Regions from separate parts of the Mus musculus genome. Here regions 1, 2, 4, 5, 6 and 7 are each linked to region 3. Evidence: chromatin contacts called from public promoter capture Hi-C data. All regions are on one chromosome and are shown on one strand. Each heading gives the region's core, a stretch centred on a gene start, on an enhancer-like site or on the middle of the called end of the contact. The rest is flanking DNA. Distances are from core to core; before and after follow the strand shown. Region 1 holds the start of Plpp5 (phospholipid phosphatase 5). Region 2 overlaps Kcnu1 (potassium channel, subfamily U, member 1). Region 3 holds the start of Erlin2 (ER lipid raft associated 2). Region 4 holds the start of Tacc1 (transforming, acidic coiled-coil containing protein 1). Region 5 holds the start of Bag4 (BCL2-associated athanogene 4). Region 6 holds the start of Ddhd2 (DDHD domain containing 2). Region 7 holds the start of Letm2 (leucine zipper-EF-hand containing transmembrane protein 2).

Region 1 (3,143 bases), core at 51-2,550, 1.3 Mb before region 3:
AAGTTGCCAAAGTCAGTATTCGGTCCTTGGTTTTCTTGTGACTTCACTGCGTCCGTTAAGGGACGAGAAGCCTTCCTTACCTGCTGACTGAGCCTTGCTCTGTGCAGATGGCTTTCAAGTATCTGCCATTTTGCCTCAACAGGGAATTCTTGTCAGTTAAAGGGAATGAGGGAATTACACTTTTGTTATCAATTAACATCTCATTTTTTGTACCCTATGGTAAGTAACTGTATTGCCGCTAATAACCAAGTTGCTAACTGATTACAGCTGGCTAAAAAGTTCTTTTTATATACAAAGATTTGTGTATTTTCAACTGCTATGGCAAATTCATTTGTGTCCATTTAAATATTACACAATAAACACATATCTGCAGATCCCACCCTCACCTTGTGTTCTTTGAATAAAGTTCTTGATAGATTGTTTACATCTGTATTTACCTGTAATGAACGCTGTAGACCTGTGAAATATCAAAGTGTCAACATCCATTAGTCAGTCTCTTTAGTTTCTGTGACTTGGCGCTCCTAACACTAAGGGGTTAGTGTTAATGTTCCCCAGGGGTATTCTACTAGGGCATTACTGTTTAATGACTTCAAAATATAGTTTAAGGATTTTGTTTATTGACCAATGTCTTATTGCAAAGTATGAGCCTACCATCTTAGTTAACCTGTACATATCTGTTAACTAGTGTAGTGTATGTGAGATTGCCTGTAACATTTGAGCTTCTTACTGATGTGTGCTGGTGGGACAGGTTTTGTACATTGTATTTACTGGAATCCTGCCTTTTTAACTTACAGATACTTTAGAATTCAAATATGTTTTCTGCTTCTGTAAGAATGTGGGAAAGCTTTTAATGGCATTCCATTGATTTCAGGTCTTGCTTGAGGTTGACTTTAATAAATTGTCCTGTATGGTCTACTTAAGAATATGGGCTGGTTCTTTACCTGTAATTTCATGGTACAGTTTACTGGGAAATGAGACACAAAAATACAACCACTCACCCTCAGCCCAGTTTTTTCCCTTCGAAATGCTCCAAAGACATAGTTTCTTTAAAGTGGGCTTTCTGGTTTGCTTTTGTAGAGGAAGCATCTCTGGAGAATGACGTTCCTTTTCTTGTCCTATAAGCTGATCTGGGTGGTTGGTGAAGGACACATTGCTTTGAGACCCAAAGGTGATCTGTTAGGTGGTACTCATAACACAGCAAATGAGCTCTGAATTTCCTGTAGCCCGGAGGCCCCGCTGGTAGTCAGTCCCCGCGGAGTTCGCTAGGTGGCGCTGGACACCGGGCGGGCGGAACCACGGCGCGCCGGGGCCACGTCAGCGTCTGATCCGCACGTATGGCGGGATGGGGACGGCGGCCCTGGGAGCCGAGCTGGGCGTGCGGGTCCTGCTCTTTGTGGCTTTCCTGTAAGGATCTGTCAACGCTCCCAGGCGTCCCTGGGCGCTCGCACTTCCTAAGCGGCTCGGGGCGGCAGGTTCTTCCGCCGAGGTAGCCTGTCAATCTTCCCCGTTTCCTCCCCAGGGTGACCGAGCTGCTCCCTCCCTTCCAGCGGCGGATCCAGCCCGAGGAGCTGTGGCTCTACAGGAACCCGTACGTGGAGGCGGAATACTTCCCCACCGGCCGCATGTTTGTGCGTGAGCTGCCCTCCCGCCCTCCTCCGCTGGCAGGGACTCCTCCCCTGCCTTGAGTTCCAGGGCTAGGGCGAGGCGTCTGGTGGGCAATCTGAGCCCCGATCTTGGTTAGTGCGCGGCAGCTGGTGCTTTAGGCCAGGAGGGACTTGGTTTTACCGACCCTGTGTTTTACCTTCAGGTCATTGCCTTTCTCACTCCACTGTCCCTGATCTTCCTCGCCAAGTTTCTAAGGAAAGCTGACGCTACCGACAGCAAGCAAGCCTGCCTCGGTAAGTCGCCCTTGTTCCAGTTGTTCCTGTCTTAGTGTTGGCAAGTAGCTATGGGGTTCAGCTACTCTGTACCCCTAAAGTATGTCTTTTTACCCCATGAGACCAAAAAGCAGTACTGATGAGAATGTGCTTAATAACACAGGCGCCACACAGGTGTTCCTTTTTGTTTGTTTGTTTTTTCGAGACAGGGTTTCTCTGTGTAGCCCTGTCTGTCCTGGAACTCACTTTGTAGACCAGGCTGGCCTTGAACTCAGAAATCCACCTGCCTCTGCCTCCCAAGTGCTGGGATTAAAGGCGTGTGCCACCACGCCCGGCCAGGTGTTCCTTATTAACACAGACACCACACAGGTGTTCCCTATTAACACAGGTGCCACATAGGTGTTCCTCAGTGCTCCACTTCTCTGCCCCTAGGCCGTTTGGGTTTTTATTCTGGTTGGGTTCTATCTCAAAGCAATGAAGGCTCTACTCATGAGGTGGTGGCTTACTCTTCTCCAAGCAGATGGCACTAACGGCTTCTTTGCTTTCCAGCTGCCAGCCTTGCCCTAGCTCTGAATGGTGTCTTTACCAACATAATCAAACTGATAGTGGGCAGGTAAGTGAGAAGCCTTGGCACTCAAACCTCCCTGAGCGCCCCCCACACACACACCACCACATTCTCAAGCAGTGTTTACCCGGATTCTCAGACTAGTCTCTCCTTTCTCACCAGAACTCCCTCTCCCTGCCCTCTGCCTGTTCCAAGTGTACCACCTGGTCTGCGTCCTGTCCTGAGTATTTCCCACAGCGACCACCTTTATGTACCTAAAGCTGCAGTATGACTAGCTGCTCTGTGCTAAGATACAATCATATGCTAGAGACTTTCTTGAACATTGGCCGCGTGGCTAAGGCCTTTTTCTCAGTATAAACACTAATCTCACCCCATTACATTATTTTGCCTATGACATTAGTGGTCAACAGATTATTGACATCTACTATTACTGAAAAATACTTCCTGAGAGAGTAAATTATATTTCTTCCAGGCCCCGCCCAGACTTCTTCTACCGCTGCTTCCCTGATGGGCTGGCCCATTCTGATCTGACGTGCACGGGGGACGAGGATGTGGTGAACGAGGGCCGAAAGAGCTTCCCCAGTGGACATTCTTCCTGTATGAGTTTCATGGGAACTACTTAAATACTTACATGTCCATGTTCCGCTCTTTGTGTGTGTGTGTGTGTGTGTACACCTGTACATGTACGTGTGCACACGCAA
Region 2 (3,187 bases), core at 647-3,146, 1.1 Mb before region 3:
TATCAAGAAGGCAATCCTGCCCTTTGGGAGAACATGGGTGGACTTCAAGGGTGTGTAAATGCTCTCACATGCACATAAAATCTAAAGTGAGCGCACAGAAAACCTGATAGTGACTGCCAGCCACGGGGCTATGGCAAAATAAAGGATGTCAGCCAAGTGTGTAACAACAACAAGATAACAACCACAAGCATATTTCTCACTACATATATGCCTCAGTGTGGTAATACAGTTTCTGCTTTGTGATTCTGGGGATGGAAACCCAGAGTCTAGCACATGCTAGACAAATGCTCTACCACTTAGCGTATTCCTGGCCTCCTAGTGTAGTAATCAGGTTCATACTTGGGAAAATAGGGGACATGAGTGAATTAATAATAATAATAATTAATAATGAGGTTTCACATGTTTCTGATATCAAACACGCTTCTTTGCAATGAGTCGTTGGTCTGGTTTGAGGCTTCTGGCTTCTGCTACACTCTCAATACTGGATCCACACCAGGACTTTTCTTCGACATCCCATTGTTGCCCTGTCATGGAGATCCTGTCGCTTTAGTTCTTCACACACTCCAGCAGTTCATCAATAGGGTAGATGTTGGGGTAGGCCAACTCAAAGCCTTGGATCTAGGTCTGGGTGGTAGCTGAGTTGGTCAGCCTGCTAACTCTCCGGCATTCACACTGCTAGGGCTAGCTCTCCCACTTTGCCCTGACAAGAGGTGGGGCAGGCTGTCCTGCCTGCTGCAGGTAGTGAGGGTCAGGGAAAGCAGGAGCTATAGCTCTTGTGCCCGCACCACTGCATAACCTTTGAGGTCTGGGGTCACTCTGAGGCTCTCATGCCCTCCTGTGCTCAAGAGCTTAGGGCTGACTCACCCTTCCCATGCCACCAGCTCCCAGGAAAGGTGAAGGGCCTGCTTTCCCAAGTGCAGCCTCAAGGAGTGGGGCTAGCGCTCCCACACTGCCCAGGTTTCTCAGCACCCTCACATCTCCAGTTCTGCCTCTCTTCACTGTGCACACAGGGATTTGTGTCTCTTTCTCTCCCATCCACCATGTCCTAGTTCATATTAGTGGGGCACGGGCCTCTGGGTGTCTTCCGCTCCACCTGAGCTTTGCTGTATAGTGGCGGGCAGGGCCTTTGCCCCTCATTTTCCTATTCTGTGTGATGAACAAGGAGATGGCCCAAGGCACAAATGCAAGAAAGGGTGTCCTTATTCATCTGTCCTGAATCAGGCTGGGGGTTACTGAACATATCTCACTCTCTGTTCCAGACAGATCCAGGGGACACACACCTGTTTTGTTTGGTTGTTTTTTAATTTTTTTTTTTTTTAATTTTTGTTTTGAGACAAAGGCTCACAATGTAGACCAGGCTGGCCTCGAACTCACAGAAATGCCCCTGCTTCTGCCTCCCGAATGCTGGGATTAAAGGTATGAACCATTGGACAGATATCTTTACGGTTGATATCTAGTTCGTTTTTGTTGATGAATTTTAAAGCAAGGTAGGTTCCTATGAAAAACCCAGAGCTTAAGAACAATAACCCGGCCTTTGGATCCCTTAGAGAGGCAGCAGACACGTGCCACTTCCGGGGCTGTTTGTACGGTCTGGGGGCTCTTCCCTTGGTCCTGATTCCTTGTTCCTCCCGGAAGTGGTGGGGTGGGGAGGCGGTGAGCATTGCCGATCTCCTGGACCCCTTTTCTGATGCTATTCCCACTCTCCTCACCGGTGACGGCATTCAGCCTCCGCCACATTCAACCTTCTCCTTGCTGCTCCTGCATTTCCGCTTGGCTGGGAATGGTGGGGGCGGGGAGAGGGCGAACATGCTCAATCTCTCCACATCAGGGTCCTGTGGCCCTTTTCTGCTATACCGTCCATAGCCTGCTGGGTTCACTCTTCTCCCTGCCTGCTGGGTTCTGTCTCTGCTGCATCCAGTCACAGCTGTGCACGGCCCATGATCCTGGCCACGTGAGAGAGGGTGGGGTGGGGGATGAACGTCCATTTGCCTCTCCAGGTTCGGCGATCATGGCTCCGCTCACGTTCTCCATTCTGGCCACTGAATTCAGCGTTGATTATGGTCCCAGCAGTGCAGTCTCCCACAGGGAGACTCTCTCTACCTCAGACCTTGTGTCTCTCGTTTCTCTGGACCTAATTTGCTGTGTCCCACCAGTCCATATATGGGAGAGTTGGCGTATTTCGAGCAAGAGCATCCTCTAACCTAAGCCTTAAGTGGAAGCTTTGCAATTTATTAGCTATACATCAATATGCTCCCAGCTCCCTTAGGGTTAGAAGGAACCATGTGACTGGAGCAGGTCAATGAGCTATGGCTCCAACCTTAGCGTTATCACCCATGTTTCCTGAACATTCTCTTCACTCTCTCTGCTTAGACCAACGACAAACGACACAGTGGATGATACCGACATGCTGGACAGCAGTGGCATGTTTCACTGGTGCAGAGCAATGCCCTTGGACAAGGTGGTTCTGGTAGGTCACCACACCTCAGAGTCCCAGTGACAGAAGTCCTTTGGAGGGTGAAGAATGACCTGTGCATCATAAGGAGCACTCGGCTCTTTTGTAAACCATTAATTCAGAAGGAAAGATACATCAGCCACACACATCACCGACCACGAGGCATGACACAAAGACTGGGTAGCGGTATGCTGGGGTTAAAATGCATGTCGCTTTACCTATGAGGTCCTTCTTTGAGCGGTTTATCTGAAGTAATGACTTCTGACAATGCTTTCCTGAAACCTAGCAAATCTAAAGGTGCCAGATAAACATATTTACTACAGTGTACATGTTTACAACTTAACACATTCACTTAAAAAAAAAAAAAAGAGGAATCTGTTAAACGCTGCCTCCCCTCACCCCTGACCCTGAGCCTTGTAGATGTTGTAGTTCTGCGCTCAAGCAGATACCCTTCCCATCTACAACTACCTAATAATTATAACTATTTCCTTGATTTTCAAAAGCACTTAAGTACACATACCATTCCCCCTATACCCCATCTCGGTGGTTCAATGCCAGTATCCTGACAGGACATGTCCCAATATTTATAAAACCTGACCCCCCCTATTTGATCAGAATCATTACTCTCTCGGAGCTGTGATAGCAGCAGGAAGACTCCTCCAGCTGCCAAACCAGTATCTCAGCAGTTCCATCCGTGCTCAGTAAACATCCACGGAGCATGCTCAGTAAATATCC
Region 3 (2,781 bases), core at 176-2,675:
ACTCCAGATGACCTCAAACAGCTGTGGGAGGCTTTATTTATTGTCGGAGAGGTAGATTGTCTAGTTTGGACCACACTCTGACCAGGGCACAGGACCCAGTCACTCAGGAACCAGAGTCCAGGAGAAGGCAGGTCACATGCTTCAAGCCTCAGGTTTTGTAGCTAAGAATCGGGAAGTGGGAGGGGGATCTTTAGGGGCAGAATGGGGAGTTTGCTGGGTCCCTTAGACAAGCTGTTTTGAAACTACTTGGTCTGTTGTCTTCTTCTGCAGCCACTGGGTGTCTGGGATTGGGGGCAGCTGCTTTTCTTCTGCTGTCACCAAACATCTGGCTTCCCGGAACTTTGAATTCAGTTTCAGTGCCTTGGCTTTTGGGAGAAGACAAAGGGGTTCCTTTACTCTTCTTTTCCTGAGTCCTAAAATCGTCGGACATTGACCACTGGCCATCTACTGTACGGAAAAGCCTTTTCATGTACTAAAAGCAGGAGTTAAAGTGGGCACTTCCTGGCCTGCAAACAAAATGACTGCAGTGGCCGGTTTAGAAATTTCCTGCTAAAGAAGCAGATTGGGGATAGAGGACAGCCATAAAGCCCTTAGTTCCAGCCCCAGGACAAAACGGAGAAAAGGCCCAGTATGAATGTCCAAAGGTAACGCTATGGCAGGGTGAGGTCATGTGAGGGCTTTAGGCTAGGAAAAACGTTTTCTTCCTGGTCTGCTATACCCCCCCGGGGGGGGGGGGGTGCAGATGACAGACAAAAGCTCACCATGGCATGTGTTAAGCAAGACAGGAAGCCCGAACTATTAAGGAAATGCTAAGTTTTCAACAACTGCTGTTGACCTCAGCACTCACAGATTTCAGAATCCGTTCATTAAAAATCGGAACAATAATTCCTTGTTAATTACTTTATGTTGCTGTGGGGACCTCAAGGCCAAACAAAGCTCTCAGAAAAGTATAAAGGGCAACTCAGAGTAGGACTGTTGACTGGCGACGTCATAATCTGCACCTTTGAAAGTTTCCTTCGGCTAATGCAGCAGGAAAAGAAGCGAGCAGAAGGACAAGAACGCTGCATCGCATTGATCCCGGCTCCGGAAGAAGAAAAGAAATCCAGCTCGGACTTGAAGCGAAGGAGAATCTCTAGCAACCTCCGAAGCCAGCGCCTCGGAAGGTGATACCAGAGCCTTGGTGTCCGGAGCCCGCTCTGCCAGCCCTGGGCATCCTAAAACCCGCAAGCCTAGGTGCGCAGCCAGTGTGCCAGCTCGCGAGCGTCCCCTGGCGCCACCGCCGAACACTGCGGCTCGCAGCGCGAGGGGGCGGAGCGGCCGGACGAGCACAGGGGTGTGGTGTGGGCGGGGTCTTCTTTTTATTTATTTATTTTTTTTATTTTTTGCGCGCGCGCGGACTGATGGCGTCATCGAAGCGACTGGCCCGGAAGGAAGTAGGGTGCTGAGGGGTGTGGCGGTTTCTACGGTTGCACGGGGGTTCGGCTGTGTACGGAGCGCCTGGAGGGACAGCCTGGTACGCGGCCGCCGCCCCTCCGTGCACGCTCGGCATCGCTGAGGCTCGGGGGGTGGGCGCGGCTGGAGCTGACGTCCTGAGCCCCCTCAGCTCGCCCACCCGGGAGTCCAGTCCCCTGCCCACGGGTCCGAGCGGAAGCTCTCGGCCGTGTCTGCCTCGCGGAGGAGGGCGGGGAAAGGGCAAGAGGTGGCTTTGGGGTGGTAGTGAGGACATTTGCAGAGAGGACACTCCTGCTGCTCGGTAGCTGAAGGCCGCTACGGTAAAAAATAAGTAAATTAGTCAGACCTGAGAGGTGGACTCCGTGCCCTGTGCCCGGTGTGCACGTCCGTCACTGTAGTGTTTTCCAGATCCTTCAGGGTTCAGGAAATGAGTGTCTACATGTAACTCTGTGGCATCTGGGACCCTGGACATTTGGGGACATCCCACCCCACCCCACCCCACCCTCACTTCGGAGTAGTCCAGAGTCTCCAGCCTGAGACATTTCCAGTTTCCTATAACCATGGGGCTTGCGGGGGCAAAGGATATGGGAGAATGTGTTACAGTTTTACATAGAGATCTGTCCCGTTTAAGTCCAAAGGAACAACAGAGAAGGTGGAGGACAGATCAGAGAGAGAATCCTACGTCGGAACTCAGTTGCTTGCTCTTCTCTCTCTCCCTCCCTCCCTCTCTCTCTTCCCCCCCTCAGGGTCCTAAGGGAATGACTGGTGGTTTCCTTCGAAATGGCAGGCAATTAGAAGTAGGAGGCTCTGACCAGAAATACATAGCCACAGCTGCCTGTCATTTGACATCCTCTGTAATTTGGGCCAGCACCCTGCAGCTGCCTCTCTTCCTTACAAGTATAAATGGCTCTGTTGACAACATGTTAACGTGAAGGGGAGAGAAGGCTGTGTTTTGAACCTTGCCCAAATGGCACCAAATCTCTCTTAGGTATAGCTGTTTCTGGAGCTAATGCCCCCTTGCTTCAATGGGAATTATACTTCCACAGTTAAGGAACGGAATGTTGACTGAGAACAAGGACACAGTGAGTTGTAGATCTGGCAAGTAGTGTGTGTGTGTTACAGCAGGCTGCCCCAGAATCACTTTACGTGAGCTTCAGCTTGGTGGCTCTCCTGTACGTCAGGCTACACATTGTCCCATATCTTCTCTCTAGGATACAGGTTCACTGATGGCTCAGTTGGGAGCTGTTGTGGCCGTGGCTTCCAGTTTCTTTTGTGCATCTCTCTTCTCAGCTGTGCACAAGATAGAAGAGGGACATATTGGAGTATATT
Region 4 (3,084 bases), core at 542-3,041, 1.8 Mb before region 3:
AACAACTAGTCTCTGAAATCTTTGAGGCCAAATCTAAAACATAACCAGACCAGCCATTGCTACGTTTTTTTACTTATTCGGGGTTTAGAAGGAAGTCTAACAGGAGTGGCTGGGGGAAAAAAAATGACCTCATACAGTCTCTAGTCAGAGAATAAAGCAAGCTTTGGATCATCAGATGATCAAAACGTTTATGTTACAAAAACAAATCCAAATCAGCAAGGAGCCAGTTCATCCTGTCTGAAGTGGTCCTCAGGGCACGCACACATCCTTTTTAAATTTTTCTTTTTCTTTTTCTTTTTTAAGTTAAAACCAAAAAGGTAGAAAACTCAAGTTTTGTTACCTTGGGGTTTGGCCTCGGGTTCTGCCAATCCCGGTGATGAATCACAAGACTCCTTGAGAGGCGATCTGATTGGAGTTTCAGCTTCAGGAGTCTCAAAATTACCTTCAGAATCCGAGCTGCCGAGGGGGAAAAACGAGGCATTACCACAGTCAACGGTATTTCCAACTGCCTTTAAAACGTACTCAGCCACCAAAGTGCAAGTACAGCGCCTCTAACTTTACAACCAACCAATCCTCAACCCAGCCTGAGAACGGCTGCAGCATTTTCAGCGATGCCCAGCATCCTAGCTCCCCGAAATCTCTTTCGTCCTCTGAAGCTTCTCACCAGGACCTTTTTTTTTTTTTTTTTTTTTTTTTTTTTTTTTTTTTTGTCATCGCTGCCTTTCACACGCACAGACACACACACAAAAAGACTTCCCAATCAACCCTTTCCAGGGGCGTAAAAATTAATATCGCCCCACCCCCCAAACTAAGCCAATTCTAGCTATACTGTTCTTCTCCGTAGGCCTCTACCTGTCTGGAAGTCACTGGAAGCTGAAAATGCCGTCACCTGCCTTCCACAATCACACGTGTGACAGCTCAGCAGAGACCACCATTTCTCACCAGCTGCCAGGGACCTGTCATCACGCGATCCTCTTTTACCAAGGCTGCATTTTAGGACACTGCGGGGCCAAGAAGGGCGGTGGAGCGACTTCTTGCCCACAAGGGGAAAACGCTACAAATCGCACCTGGCCTTATCAACTGCCACTACCCGGTGCCGCTGCGTCGGAGCCGGGGTGTCGACGCTTCGAGAAAGCGACCCAGGCAAACCGGGATGCGCAGACTGCGGATTCGGGGCTGGGTTCAGAAAGCTTACAGCGAAGACAGAGGACGAAAAGCACACGGGCAGACAGAACATCCCGAACTTTCGGGTACACAGCGGGGACCCGGCTGCGGGCAGCAGAGCCGGGAACACGGTTGCGCGCACACAGCATTGACCGCGGTGGGAGGATGGCGCCCGCCTGCATCTCGGCTGGGATGCGGTGTACTTGCCTGAAACTCAGGGATTTGGTCTCGGCTTGCGAGTCCTCTTCCTCCTCGGGGTCGCCCTCGGGACCTCCGGCTTCGTCCTCTCCGGCGCCCGAACCGCGCACCGCGGACCACGTCCACTTGGCCCACTGCACGGGCGACAGGATCTGCCAGGGACTGAACGCCATGAGCGCGGCTGCCGCCCCTGCGGTGGGGGAACGGCGGCCTCTTCCTTCAAAATGGAGGGGCCTTGACAGGCGCCGGCAACGTCGCCGGCGACCCGCGGATGTGGCTCAACGAGCGCCGTCGGGCCGGGCGCAGCGCTTCCTCCCACGGCCCCGCAGCGCCGCTCGCCCCCGCTCCTCCGGGCCGCCGCGCCGAAGCTCGCCCCCGCGCGTGCCCGCTCGCCCGCCCGCTTCTTCCCCCGCCAGCCCTGCTCCGCGTCGCTGGGCTCTGGGGTCCGCTCCCGCCTGGAGCAGCCTCGGCCGCCGCGGAGCCGCGCCCCTGGAGCCGCCCCCTCGGACCGAACTACTGGCGCGGCGCGCGGGGGCGGCCGCTTGGAAGCGCGCTCCCCCCGCCGCGCTGGTCGCGCCCGGCCTTGGGCAGGGGCTGCTCGACCGCGCTCGCCCTCCCCGCGGGATCCGCGCCTGCCGCGCGCCGCGCGCCGCCGCCGTCCATTTCCGAGCGTGTGCGCGCCGCGGCGCTGTTCCTCTTCCCCTTTTATCTGTGTTTCCTGCCGCTAGGACTTAATGGCGTGGCTGAAGCTGCGCTGTACAGAAGTTAAGCCCCTTATTTAAAAACAAAACAACTCAGAACCTCTGTAGAGTGTTGTACCCGATCCTTGACACTGGTCAGCGCCATCCTTGTTACGCCCAGGATTTGGAAGGCTCCCAGGTTACAGAAGAATTGAAGTTGTCTTGCCCTCACCAAGCCACACTCATGAGGGCTCCGGAGTGCCCTGACCTGGGATAGATGCAAAATTGCCCCCTGATAAGACGGCCTGAGCCGTTTCCTGTTGTTCTTTCTTTTCATAACTTTAGGCTTTTTTCAGATAATTCCTGGGTCCTTGGTTTCTGATGTCCTTTGCTTCTTCAGTACAGAGCCATCAAGATCTGGTGACAGTCTTCAGAATAAGGCTTTTACCTCTGAAGGTGAAGAGAAGAATTTTCCCCCCTTTATCTTTGAAGGATTCCACTAAGAGACTGCCCCAGGTCCTCTCTCCCAGTGAATTCATTTCCTCCAAAGCCAAGTTTGAGACCATTAGCTCATCAGTGTGTTTTCCATAATACTGACATTTCTCAGTCTCAGAGAATCTGTGAGGTGGCTACAATTCCCACAGAGAGTGTGCCTCCAAAATTCAGAACAAAGTCAGGCGAAGATTTTCAGGATGCTCATGAGCTTACCCTGAAAGAAGCTGGCACCACGTCGTGTACTGCAGATGAATCACAAATGTCTTATACACTTCATAACAAAGACAAGCAAACATGTAAGATAAGGCTTGGCAGGTATCCTACCATAATAAAAAAAAAAAAAAGGCAGGAGTATACTTTAGAGCCCATTACTGCTTCTTGCCTGAGATAAACACGACTGTCAAAAGTGTTGAAAGACTTTTTTTTTAAAAATGTGAGCGGAAGTCATTTTGTTTTAGGTCTACAAGAACTATGCCAAGACTATCCAACTGTCGTTGTCTTGGGTTTATGATCAAGCAAATCTTCAGATTAGAAACCCCTGTAGCTT
Region 5 (3,034 bases), core at 242-2,741, 1.2 Mb before region 3:
GTGAACCAGGCTGGCTAGTCTGCCTCAGCCTCCTGGGTACTGAGATTAAACACACCAGCCCTTGTTTTTTGTTTGTTTTGTTTTGTTTTTTTGTTTTTTGTTTTTTTTTCAAGACAGGGTTTCTCTGTGTAGCCCTGGCTGTCCAGGAACTCACTTTGTAGACCAGGCTGGCCTCAAACTCAGAAATCCGGCTGCCTCCCAAGTGTTGGGATCAAAGGCATGCGCCGCCACCACCAGCAGACTTTTTTTTTGTCGTTTTTTGTTTTTTCAGCCCTTGTTTTCTATTTCTTGAGTATACTTACAAGTAGACCTGCTAGATCATAAATTAACTCTCTGTCAGAAGTTTTAGGAACGACCCAGCTATTTTCCAAAGCACTGTACTATTTTACAATCCCGTCGTGGATATGTGAGAATTTTATAATTAATTTTCTGCAAGTAAGAATGTTACAAAGGCCAAAAGATGTGTGCCACCATCCTAGAATGATAGCCCCATACGAAGATAAAATAGAAACACACTTTTGGCATGTATGCAAGCAACAAAATGTTACAGGTCCAAACATACTAAGCAAGTCGGTCTCTCAGAGCCTTCTCCATTCAAAAATTGGGAAGCATTAATAACATCTGTCTTGCAGTCTTGCGATGATTAAATAGAACATTAAGGTACTTTGCAACATTGATCCCTCCTGATTCAATTCCAGGCAAAGCTTTAGTGATAAGGAACTAAGTGATCAGCCCGCCCCGTTTCGATCCCTTCCCCGTGGGAGGGGCTGCTGAGTAAGGGCTGGGGCTGCAGCTCCCCGAGCCACGCAGGATAAATTGTTACAGCCCAATCACGCTAACCTACGCTCTCGGGAAAGAGATCCTGCAGCCTGCTACTAAGCTTAGGAAGTCAGCGCAGAATATTTTTTCGTTTTTTTTTTTCGTGGTTAACAAGAACACTTATGATGGCTGAAGTTAAAAAAAAAAGCAAAAACAAACAAACAAACAAACAAAACGAAGGGACAAATGGAACCCAAGCCTAGCTCCCCTCGCATCTCTGGTCCTCGTCTCTGCACCGTCCCCAAAAGAAGAACAAATCAGAGACCCGAGTCCTAACAGACCCTAAGTATAAAACCCCCAAATGTCCTCACCTCTGCCCAAGACTTCCCGACTGGAGCCCCGGAAAAGACTTCGAAGCTTACCTGGTGGCCTCCCCCGGCTCTGCTCGCTTCTGCCCAGGCGCCTCCCGAGGGGTAGTAGCCATCGCCACCTGCGCCTTCGCCCGGCCAGGTGGTCTCGGCCGGGGCGCCCCCGCGCCCTCGCCAGGAAACCGGAGGCTGGGGAGGCTCCGGACGAAGAGGGGGGTATAAGGGCGGAGGTACGTGCACCGGGACATCGCCTCCCCCGGGCCCGTAGTAGCGGCCGTAAGAAGGGCCGTCACTGGGGCCGTAGCCCGAGCGCCTCAGGGCCGACATGGGCTCCGCTGCCGCGAAGCGCTTCCCGCCCCCCACGACCGTCCCATTGCGCAGGCGCCTGCGGGAGGCCGCTATTGGCGAGCGGCGGAGGGGGATAGGACGGCTACAGCCAATCCCGAGCCGGTCCCGCCCCTTGCACGCCGAGCGCGGAACGGTCATGGACGGTACGGGTCAATCCGGGCCTCGGGTCGGGAAAGCGAGGCGAGGGGCAGCGCTCGTCACGCGTGAGGAAACGCCTATCCTCCGCCCTTCCGACCTGGACTTCACTGCACTGACTGGAGGGGAAGAGAACGTGGTCGGCCACCGACTGGCAACACGCCCGGCACGCCTCTTTCGGCGGACGGGCAGGCGATACCGGAAGTGGGTGGGGTCACCTGAAACGCTTCCGGCGACTAGCGGTGTCTGAGCTGCAGGTGAGCGGCCGGTTCCCGTCCGCGTCCCGCCGACGGGCGACTGGACGCCCTCGCGGCCGTCCGGTGCAGCCTTGCGAGAGCTCAAACATGAACTATATGCCCGGCACCGCCAGCCTCATCGAGGACATCGACAGTGAGTACCTAACCTCTCCCTCGGGGGAAGCCTGGTGTGGGACCCCTTTTCGAGTGGGCGTCCCTCGACAAGGGCCCAGAGAGTGATCTCTGGGCCCGGGCGGGGTGGTTCTGCCTTCACAGCCTCGGACGGAGCCTTTTCCCAAGCTGCCTTCTCTGTCCTTGAGCGGGTAACACCTCCCCGCCCCCCGCCCCCCAAGCTGTGAAACGCCTTCCGAGGGGCGCAGCATCCGACTTGGGAACGTGAAGGGCAGAGCACGCGAAGGAAGTCGCCTGAGCCACTTCGCGTTCCCAAGTCGGATGCTGCGCCCCTCGTAAGGCGTTTGACAGTGAATGGATGGAGATTGCTTCTAGAAAGGACTCACCAGACCCGACAACAGCAGTTGAATTTAATTAGCAGAGAACGTAGGCTTTCTGTTGTATAGCCACTAGCACTCTCCTTTTTCTGTAAGGGTCATTAGCACTTTCAGATTAAAGTTGTAGAGACAGGTGCCGGACGTAATAACGGGATTTTCTGCGAATGCTAAGTCACTTCAAACTTACTCTTTTCTGTTTGACAGTTTTGCTTTTACTAAAAGGAGGTTAGTCCTGTAAAAATAAAGAGGTTACAATTTCGGTTTTAAAAGGTTTAATTTATTGTGTATTTATGTCTCGTCTACATGTAATTAAACCACGGGCATATTGGTATCCACGAAGCCAGATGACTTTCTCTTCTTGGGATCCTCTGGAATTGGAGTTATGGACCGAGTTACAGAGTCACAGTGTGGGTGCTGAGAAAGGAACTCAGATCTTCTGCAAGAGCAACACGTGCTCTTCTGAACCATCTCTCCAGCCTCCACTTTCATTCCCCCGCCCCGAATTCTTACCTGTGTATGATTCCTTGAATATAACTTTTTTTTTTTTTTGGTTTTTCGAGACAGGGTTTCTCTGTATAGCCCTGGCTGATCTGGAACTCACCTTGTACACCAGGCTGGCCTGGAACTCAGAAATCTTCCTGCCTTTGCCTCCCAAGTGCTGGGATGAATATAACTTTTA
Region 6 (3,002 bases), core at 64-2,563, 1.3 Mb before region 3:
CAGCTGCTGTGAATCCTCAGAGTTGAAAGGAATCCAGAGCTCCTTGGAATCTAGTACCTTACAATAAAACCAATGTGGAGAAACGGGTTCATAGGAACTACTGGCGTCCATGTCTATGAGTTCGAAGGAACTACAAGAGTTCGGGGATGGGGACGGATCTGACTGAGACAGCTGCTCCTGGTGTGATTCCCCCGATGACATTTCGCTCTAGAAGACAAAATAAAAAAAACTATCAGGAGAATTATTTTGCATCTATTAACACTGTAATGTTCATATGCTCAATAACCATTTTTGGAAGCTGTTCTTGAAAACAGCAATATTTAAAAGCTACATAATTTTTATACACACACAATTATTTGGGGAGAGAAACAAAATGTTCAGCTCCATCATTCTATACTGAGCTTCCAATTCTCCTTAGAAAACTAAAAAATGTCTAATCATACAACAAGCTCTTTAGAAAACCCAGAAATGTCAAGAAACACACGGTCAAAACTGATTGCAACAGGGTGTTTTACCACAATTTTCACAATAAAAGTAGCAGCACCAGCGAAGGCTGGAAATTTCCTACCTCCAGGTGTGCACACTACAAACCATTTAGTGTGTCAGACAGTAATAACAGGTAGGTTTAAGGCCCCAGGCTCTATTGTACATTTCTAATTACACACACATTTACATAACTATTGGAATCTTACTATACAGAAAACAGAACTAATCGCTTAAGAACCATTTTGGCTGATCCTCCCAGTGTGCTTCAATACGGGCTCTGGTACATTTAACGCCCAAACAGAAACTTTGCCTGCAGGCTATAGCTGCGCATCGACCCACCGAGACGCAGAGCCAGAGTTTCGGATGAAAAGTGACAAATGACCTCAACTGCCCCCGGGGCGATGGATGTCGGGCGAGTTCCCACCGACCCCAGCACTAAAGCACCCGGCGGACTAGCGCTGCAGACATAGAAGCAGAACCCAAAAGCCCAGGACGGGAGATGGACGAGCGGCATCGCTGCACCGGGCACGGTCGGACCGCACAGCTCAGGAACCAACACTCCCCGGGCCTCCCCGTTATCCTCCCGAGACCTCGGCCTGCTCCCGCCGCCAGCTCGGGGCTCCGAGTTCGGGATCTAGGAGAGCAGCCGAGCCGTCCACGGATGCCCCGGGATACCGTGCACACTGGAGCCTCTCCACCCCCGGCTCGCCCCGGCCCAGGCTCCCGCGCGGACCTGGACTCGCTCGTCCACACCGCCGCTCGCGCTCTCAGCCCTCGCGGAGGGAGCCCGGGCCACATCGCCGCTGCAGCCTACCTCCCAAGCCGGGCGGGGCGGACGGGCGGAGCCTGCGGCCGCGCCCCAATCCCCACACCGCGGGCTCCTCAGCGCTCCAGCGGAGGAGAGCAGTGCGCCCGCGGAGGCTGCGCTCCCGGTGAGAGCCGGAGGCGCAGAAAGATCCTCCGAAGTGTCGCGAGATGTGCGGTGAGGACTGGGGGACTCGCGCGAGACCTGGCTCCTCCTGCGGGCAGACGTCGGGCGCCGGGCACGCGCCGGGCACGCGCTAGGGGCGTGGGGGACACGCACGGGAGGCCTTGCCTGCGCTGAGGCTTTGAAGGAGGAAAATCGGACCTTCTGACCCCTCATGGGTCCCGGCAACCCCGGTGGGCAGGACTGGGGTGACTGAAGGCTCTGTCTGTCTGTCTGTCCTCCATTCCCTCCCTCTATTTGGATTGAGAGGCTGTCAAAGTTATCCCTAAAGCCTAAGAGGTGAGTCTGACAGAATACGGATGCTGTAAGAGGCAGCAAATGAGGTTTTTGTTTGTTGGCTTTTTTGTTTTTTGTTTTTGACCTAGTTGATGTAGGGTGATGGCGGTGGCTATTCACGTAAGCCCAGCGCTCTGGAGACTGGCAGGGCTAGAGATGCGGATTGTCGCTGGAGCGCCTGACTAGCAGGTGCCACGGGAAGGAAAGACAAGAGGCTTTGCTGGTTTCTAACTTGATTATAAGACAAGGCTTCGAGATTTTTTTTTTCCCCCAGAAACTGAGAAGGAACAAAACGTGGACTTTTTTTTTTTTTAAAAAAACCACATAGTCTCTGCAAGTCAACACCTACACACCAATATCTGCACGTTAATGTAACACCATTTTTTGTGTGATTTTTTTTGTTGTTGTTTTGTGATGGCCTTGCTATGAAGCCCCATATTGGTCTCCGACCTTTAAAAATTACTACATTTATATATTTGTCTGTGTGTGTGTGTTAGGGTTTCTGTTCCTGCACAAACATCATGACGAAAAAGCAAGTTGGGGAGGAAAGGGTTTATTCAGCTTACATTTCCACATTGCTGTTCATCACCAAAGGAAGTCAGGACTGGAACCCAAGCAGGTCAGGAAGCAGGAGCTGATGCAGAGGCCATGGTGGGATGTTCTTTACTGGCTTGCCTCACCTGGCTTGCTCAGCCTGCTCTCTTATAGAACCCAAGACTACCCGCCAGGGATGGTCCCACCCACAAGGGGCCTTTCCCCCTTGATCACTAATTGAGAAAATGCCTTACAGCTGGATCTCACTGAGGCATTTCCTCAAGGGAGGCTACTCTCTCTGTGACAACTCCAGCCTATGTCAAGTTGACACACAAAACCAGCCAATGCAGTGTGTGTGTGTGTGTCATGTATGTGCTGCTTCATGTGTAGAATTCAGAGAATAACTTTCAGGTATCAGCTCTCCTTTCACTGTAGGGGTCCTGGGAATCAAACTCATGCCTTGTCCCAAGGGATTGTGCGTGCAGTCACGCTAGGCCACACTGGAAACCCTCCCCCCATTTGGGGGGCAGGAGCAGGGTGTCCTTAACACTGATATTTTAAAACATTTTAGATTTATTTTACTATGTGTGTATATAATGTGTGTGTCTGGTGCCTGTGGAGGTCAGGAGGCAGCAGATCCCCTGGAACTGGAGTTTCAGGTGATGGTAACTCTGGTTCTGGGAGCCAAATCCTTCCCATGCAAGAGCAACAGATGCTC
Region 7 (3,189 bases), core at 259-2,758, 1.4 Mb before region 3:
AACAGAAATGCCACTCTAAAACTGTCTCATCTATTTTCCTCTATCATGTATTTCCAAAATTACTCAGCTTACATTCTAAAGCAGTTCAAATTAAAATATGTTCTTCCTTGAAATGTATTGAAAACTCAGCAAGGTTTTCTGTACTAAGCCAATCTTTTTGTTTTGTTGGTTACTTCCTTTATTTATTTATGTATATTTTTGAGACGGTCTTGATATGTAGCCCAGGCTGGCCTTGAACTCAGAGACCAGCCTGCCTCTGTCTCCTGAGTGCTGGGACTAAACGCATTTGTCACCACGTCTTTTACAACACATGTTTTTCATATAGATGCATGAGTTTATATACATTTTTTTTTGTGGGAAACTCCAAGCCTTACCTTGTCCAGAAAATAGCTAAGAATGAATTATAACTGTAGAAGGCCATGTTTATTTTTTTTGTTTCAACTAACCAACACAGAGACCTAGGCAAAAGAAGCAAACAATTTAGTATTTTAAAAAGGAATCAATTAAACATGAGAATTTAGGTGGTTTTTTTTTTTTTTTAAGAAAAACTAAGGCAAAGAGAGAGATTTGCATATTCAAGGTGTAAAATTTCCTTCAAGTTCATTTACAAAAGCCTCAGTATTTTCTTAGCTCTGGATTTGAAAATGGTACTTTTTCGATCCAAACACACAGAAATGGGTTCTAAGAAGATGATCCTGAAGACGATGTGGCCTCCAAAGGCTTTTTTTTTTTTAATTTTTTAAATTTCTGGTCAATAGTGTCTAATAATCTGCTGCGACGGTTAAAAGGAGAAAGACATCTTTATCTGTAACCAGAAAATACAAGTAGAAAGTAAGCACCCTGGATTCATTTACCACCAACCCAAAAGTCTAAAAGTTCTCACTAATTTCATGTGGGAACAGCGAAGACATAATGGTATCTACTAAAGGCTCAAGCGCAGATGCAGAATCTCCAGAGTCCGAACTAAGCTCTGTACCTTTAACTAAAACCGTTCTCCACCCCGAGCCGCTTCTCAGCTACTGGCATAACACTGCGATCTCGCAATCGTGCCGGAAGGAGGTTCCCCAGGCCCTCAACCCCACCCTATGGAAACCTCAGCTAAAAAGTAAACATCGCGAACCGGGCACAGCACCTCGGAAACCAGCCCCACCGCGGACAGCGCTCCTCCGGAGGGAGGCCGGGCCTGTTGCGGAGGCTCCCCAGCCCTTGGCCCCGGGGCTACGGGCCACTCCCAGGCAGTCTGCCCGGCGTTTCGGGGGAACCCCACGCCCAGCGCTGCGGGGTTACCTCTGCACCCCGCGCTCGCCGCACCGGTGCAAAAGGCGCCCTCGGCTCTCGGCCGGTAGTCTCCGCGGAAAGTGGGGAGGACTGCGGTGGGTCTGGGGATTGTTGGAGTGGGGTCAGGTACACCGTAGGGGAGAATGTCCAAAGTTTAGGGGAGAGATCGGGGTTGACGGGAGACGCCGAGGGAGCCCTTGTCCGCTGCGAGGTGACTAAGGCCCCAACCCTACCTTCCCAATTCCTCCCCGCCCCCACGCTAAAGGGGCCGGAAGCCCAGTCTCCATGGTTCCACCTCCTGCGCCTCGCCCTGTGACGTCACTCCGAGTGACGCCACTACCATCCAATGAGCTCTCAAATCCTGGGACTGGCTCGCGTCCTTCACGGCAGCCGCGCGGAAGGCAACAAGGTCCCCCGCACGAGCCCGCGAAGTCACTTCTGGGTCGGAGTTAGTTGAGGCAGCGTCTGTACTACAGGACCAAAGCTGCGTCCCCCCCCCCCCCCTGCCTGCCCACATTCTGTAGTCTAGCCAACTCCTCGAGAACTCCTTGAATGGAGGCCCTACCAGAGTAAGGTCTGATAGTAGCCTTTGTAACCCAAATTGGAGTCACTGATGACATCACTTTGATGATTCCGTTCCTCACCCTTTAGTCTCCGAAACTGCCTAGAGGTCTTGGGTTGGCGAAGGAGGTTGTGAGGTCCTGGTGGCAGAGGGGCAGCACTGAGAAAAAAAAAAAAAAAAAAAAAAAAAACCTTTCTTCTGCGGGGTCGAAGGCTGGAATGCTTCTGAAATCTTCATACGGAATTTGATTTTTCTCTTTAAAAAATGGTTTCATGTTGTCGCTTATCATTAGTTGTGTAGAAATCTCAACATTCAAAAATATATTCTAGAGTACTTGTTAAATAAGATAGGCATTGTGGGTTTGAGGACGTTTACGTTCCTAGGGCGGGCAACTAGCCATCTTGGGAAAGTTAAAGTTCTGAAAGCATTCTTGTTCCTATTTATCTGTTTTTTTTTTTTTCAATTTCTTTTTATTTTGCGGGGTTCTTATGTAACACGGGCTGGGCTGGAACTCAATAGGTAGTAGCAGAAAGTGGTCTTGAACCCTTGAACCACCTGCCTGCCTCCCCAGTGCTTAGTTACAAGTGTGTACCACTGCAGCCATCTTTGACTCTATATTTTAGTTTGCTTGCTTATTTATTTATTTAGAGACAGGGTTTCACGATGTAGGCCTGGCTGGCCCAGAACTCGTTATGTAGACCAGGCTTGCCTTGAACTCACAGAGATTCATTTGCCTGGTCCTCTAAATTGCTCAGATTTAAATGTGTGCACCACCATGCCTGGCTCGAGCTTTCTTCAACTTTTCTGAGAACTCTGATGATAAAATTATGAGCTGTACAAAATAGAATAAGTTTTGAGGGCTGGGCATGGTAGTGCATGCCTTTTATGCCAGTACTTAATAGACAAGACTGGCAGATCTGTGTGAGCTCAAGGTCACTCTGGTCTACAAAGTGAGTTCCAAGACAGCCAGGGCTACACAGTGGGATCCTGTTTCAAAAGAACTAAAAAAGAAAAGAAAAAAAGAAATGGAGGCCGTTTTTAATCCTAAAAAAAAAAAAAAAAAAAAAAGTATATTTCAACTAACCGAATGGACTACTTAAAATAAGCAAAACTTTTCAGTTTGGCCACTAGGGGTCCCTTTGTGCATGTCAGGCAATTTTCCACTAGGGGTTCTGTTTCACAGTCTGATCATAAAGAATTGAAATTTACAAAACTTAACTCCTCCTTCCCCGCCTTGAGACAGGGTCTCACCATGTAGCCCTGGCTGGCCTGGAACTCACTGTGTAGACCAGGCTAGTCTCGAACTCACTGAGATCCTCCTGGCTCCTGATTAAAGAGCTTATTATGTC

What was found. Promoter capture Hi-C pulls out the DNA fragments that hold promoters and counts their contacts. Capture Hi-C pulls out chosen DNA fragments and counts their contacts.
Region 1: a contact with region 3 is called in a promoter capture Hi-C map of pre-B cells, with 5 times the contacts expected there. The contact joins the promoter of Plpp5 here to the promoter of Erlin2 in region 3. A contact is called at or near these places in 14 of 39 promoter capture datasets (the 3T3-L1 cell line, the HPC-7 cell line, HPC-7-derived erythroid cells and 8 more), 2 of 115 datasets of contacts at active chromatin or transcription factors (acute myeloid leukemia and large pre-B cells) and 2 of 9 other capture datasets (embryonic stem cells and liver).
Region 2: a contact with region 3 is called in a promoter capture Hi-C map of embryonic stem cells, with 4 times the contacts expected there. The contact joins the enhancer-like site here to the promoter of Erlin2 in region 3. A contact is called at or near these places in 4 of 39 promoter capture datasets (the 3T3-L1 cell line, embryonic stem cells and hippocampal neurons) and 2 of 115 datasets of contacts at active chromatin or transcription factors (embryonic stem cells and extraembryonic endoderm stem cells).
Region 4: a contact with region 3 is called in a promoter capture Hi-C map of adipose tissue, with 2.8 times the contacts expected there. The contact joins the promoter of Tacc1 here to the promoter of Erlin2 in region 3. A contact is called at or near these places in 4 of 39 promoter capture datasets (the HPC-7 cell line, liver, neutrophils and 1 more) and 2 of 9 other capture datasets (adipose tissue and liver).
Region 5: a contact with region 3 is called in a promoter capture Hi-C map of pre-B cells, with 7 times the contacts expected there. The contact joins the promoter of Bag4 here to the promoter of Erlin2 in region 3. A contact is called at or near these places in 20 of 39 promoter capture datasets (the 3T3-L1 cell line, 3T3-L1-derived adipocytes, the C10 cell line and 12 more), 1 of 15 datasets of contacts at CTCF or cohesin (large pre-B cells), 3 of 484 Hi-C or Micro-C datasets (cortical neurons, pre-B cells and uterus), 8 of 115 datasets of contacts at active chromatin or transcription factors (astrocytes, embryonic forebrain, embryonic hindbrain and 5 more) and 2 of 9 other capture datasets (adipose tissue and liver).
Region 6: a contact with region 3 is called in a promoter capture Hi-C map of liver, with 3 times the contacts expected there. The contact joins the promoter of Ddhd2 here to the promoter of Erlin2 in region 3. A contact is called at or near these places in 15 of 39 promoter capture datasets (the 3T3-L1 cell line, 3T3-L1-derived adipocytes, the C10 cell line and 9 more), 1 of 484 Hi-C or Micro-C datasets (CD8 T cells), 5 of 115 datasets of contacts at active chromatin or transcription factors (acute myeloid leukemia, extraembryonic endoderm stem cells, large pre-B cells and 2 more) and 3 of 9 other capture datasets (embryonic stem cells, liver and pancreatic islet).
Region 7: a contact with region 3 is called in a promoter capture Hi-C map of pre-B cells, with 7 times the contacts expected there. The contact joins the promoter of Letm2 here to the promoter of Erlin2 in region 3. A contact is called at or near these places in 14 of 39 promoter capture datasets (the 3T3-L1 cell line, 3T3-L1-derived adipocytes, the C10 cell line and 8 more), 3 of 115 datasets of contacts at active chromatin or transcription factors (extraembryonic endoderm stem cells, large pre-B cells and pro-B cells) and 1 of 9 other capture datasets (liver).

The regions. Positions count from the first base shown.
Region 1 is chr8:25,718,748-25,721,890 of GRCm38.p6, forward strand. It overlaps Plpp5 (phospholipid phosphatase 5), which reads left to right and starts at 1,301. Exons shown (of 7, transcript NM_028000.1): 1 at 1,301-1,404; 2 at 1,520-1,628; 3 at 1,808-1,898; 4 at 2,427-2,490; 5 at 2,915-3,039. The coding sequence starts at 1,343. It overlaps Nsd3 (nuclear receptor binding SET domain protein 3), which reads left to right. Exons shown (of 23, transcript NM_001081269.2): 23 at 1-920.
Region 2 is chr8:25,908,480-25,911,666 of GRCm38.p6, forward strand. Kcnu1 (potassium channel, subfamily U, member 1) reads left to right here. Exons shown (of 27, transcript NM_008432.3): 20 at 2,371-2,467. Among named protein-coding and RNA genes, the nearest start is that of Kcnu1, 60 kb to the left of the region's middle. Within about 2 kb of position 1,897, at least 73 of the 459 cell types and tissues checked have an H3K27ac peak or open chromatin away from gene starts, as enhancers often do. A contact at or near this core is called in embryonic stem cells and hippocampal neurons, where this site is marked.
Region 3 is chr8:27,022,394-27,025,174 of GRCm38.p6, forward strand. It overlaps Erlin2 (ER lipid raft associated 2), which reads left to right and starts at 1,426. Exons shown (of 12, transcript NM_153592.3): 1 at 1,426-1,513; 2 at 2,664-2,781. The coding sequence starts at 2,679.
Region 4 is chr8:25,199,751-25,202,834 of GRCm38.p6, forward strand. Tacc1 (transforming, acidic coiled-coil containing protein 1) reads right to left here and starts at 1,792. Exons shown (of 13, transcript NM_177089.5): 1 at 1,372-1,792; 2 at 341-456. The coding sequence starts at 1,535.
Region 5 is chr8:25,783,718-25,786,751 of GRCm38.p6, forward strand. It overlaps Bag4 (BCL2-associated athanogene 4), which reads right to left and starts at 1,492. Exons shown (of 5, transcript NM_026121.3): 1 at 1,182-1,492. The coding sequence starts at 1,454. Lsm1 (LSM1 homolog, mRNA degradation associated) reads left to right here and starts at 1,874. Exons shown (of 4, transcript NM_026032.1): 1 at 1,874-2,000. The coding sequence starts at 1,955.
Region 6 is chr8:25,752,967-25,755,968 of GRCm38.p6, forward strand. It overlaps Ddhd2 (DDHD domain containing 2), which reads right to left and starts at 1,314. Exons shown (of 18, transcript NM_028102.1): 1 at 1,220-1,314; 2 at 1-207. The coding sequence starts at 201. It overlaps Gm17484 (predicted gene, 17484), which reads left to right and starts at 1,514. Exons shown (of 2, transcript NR_154462.1): 1 at 1,514-1,753.
Region 7 is chr8:25,595,988-25,599,176 of GRCm38.p6, forward strand. It overlaps Letm2 (leucine zipper-EF-hand containing transmembrane protein 2), which reads right to left and starts at 1,509. Exons shown (of 11, transcript NM_001364069.1): 1 at 1,288-1,509; 2 at 375-458. The coding sequence starts at 421. It overlaps D830025C05Rik (a long non-coding RNA gene), which reads left to right and starts at 496. Exons shown (of 1, transcript XR_003947362.1): 1 at 496-3,189.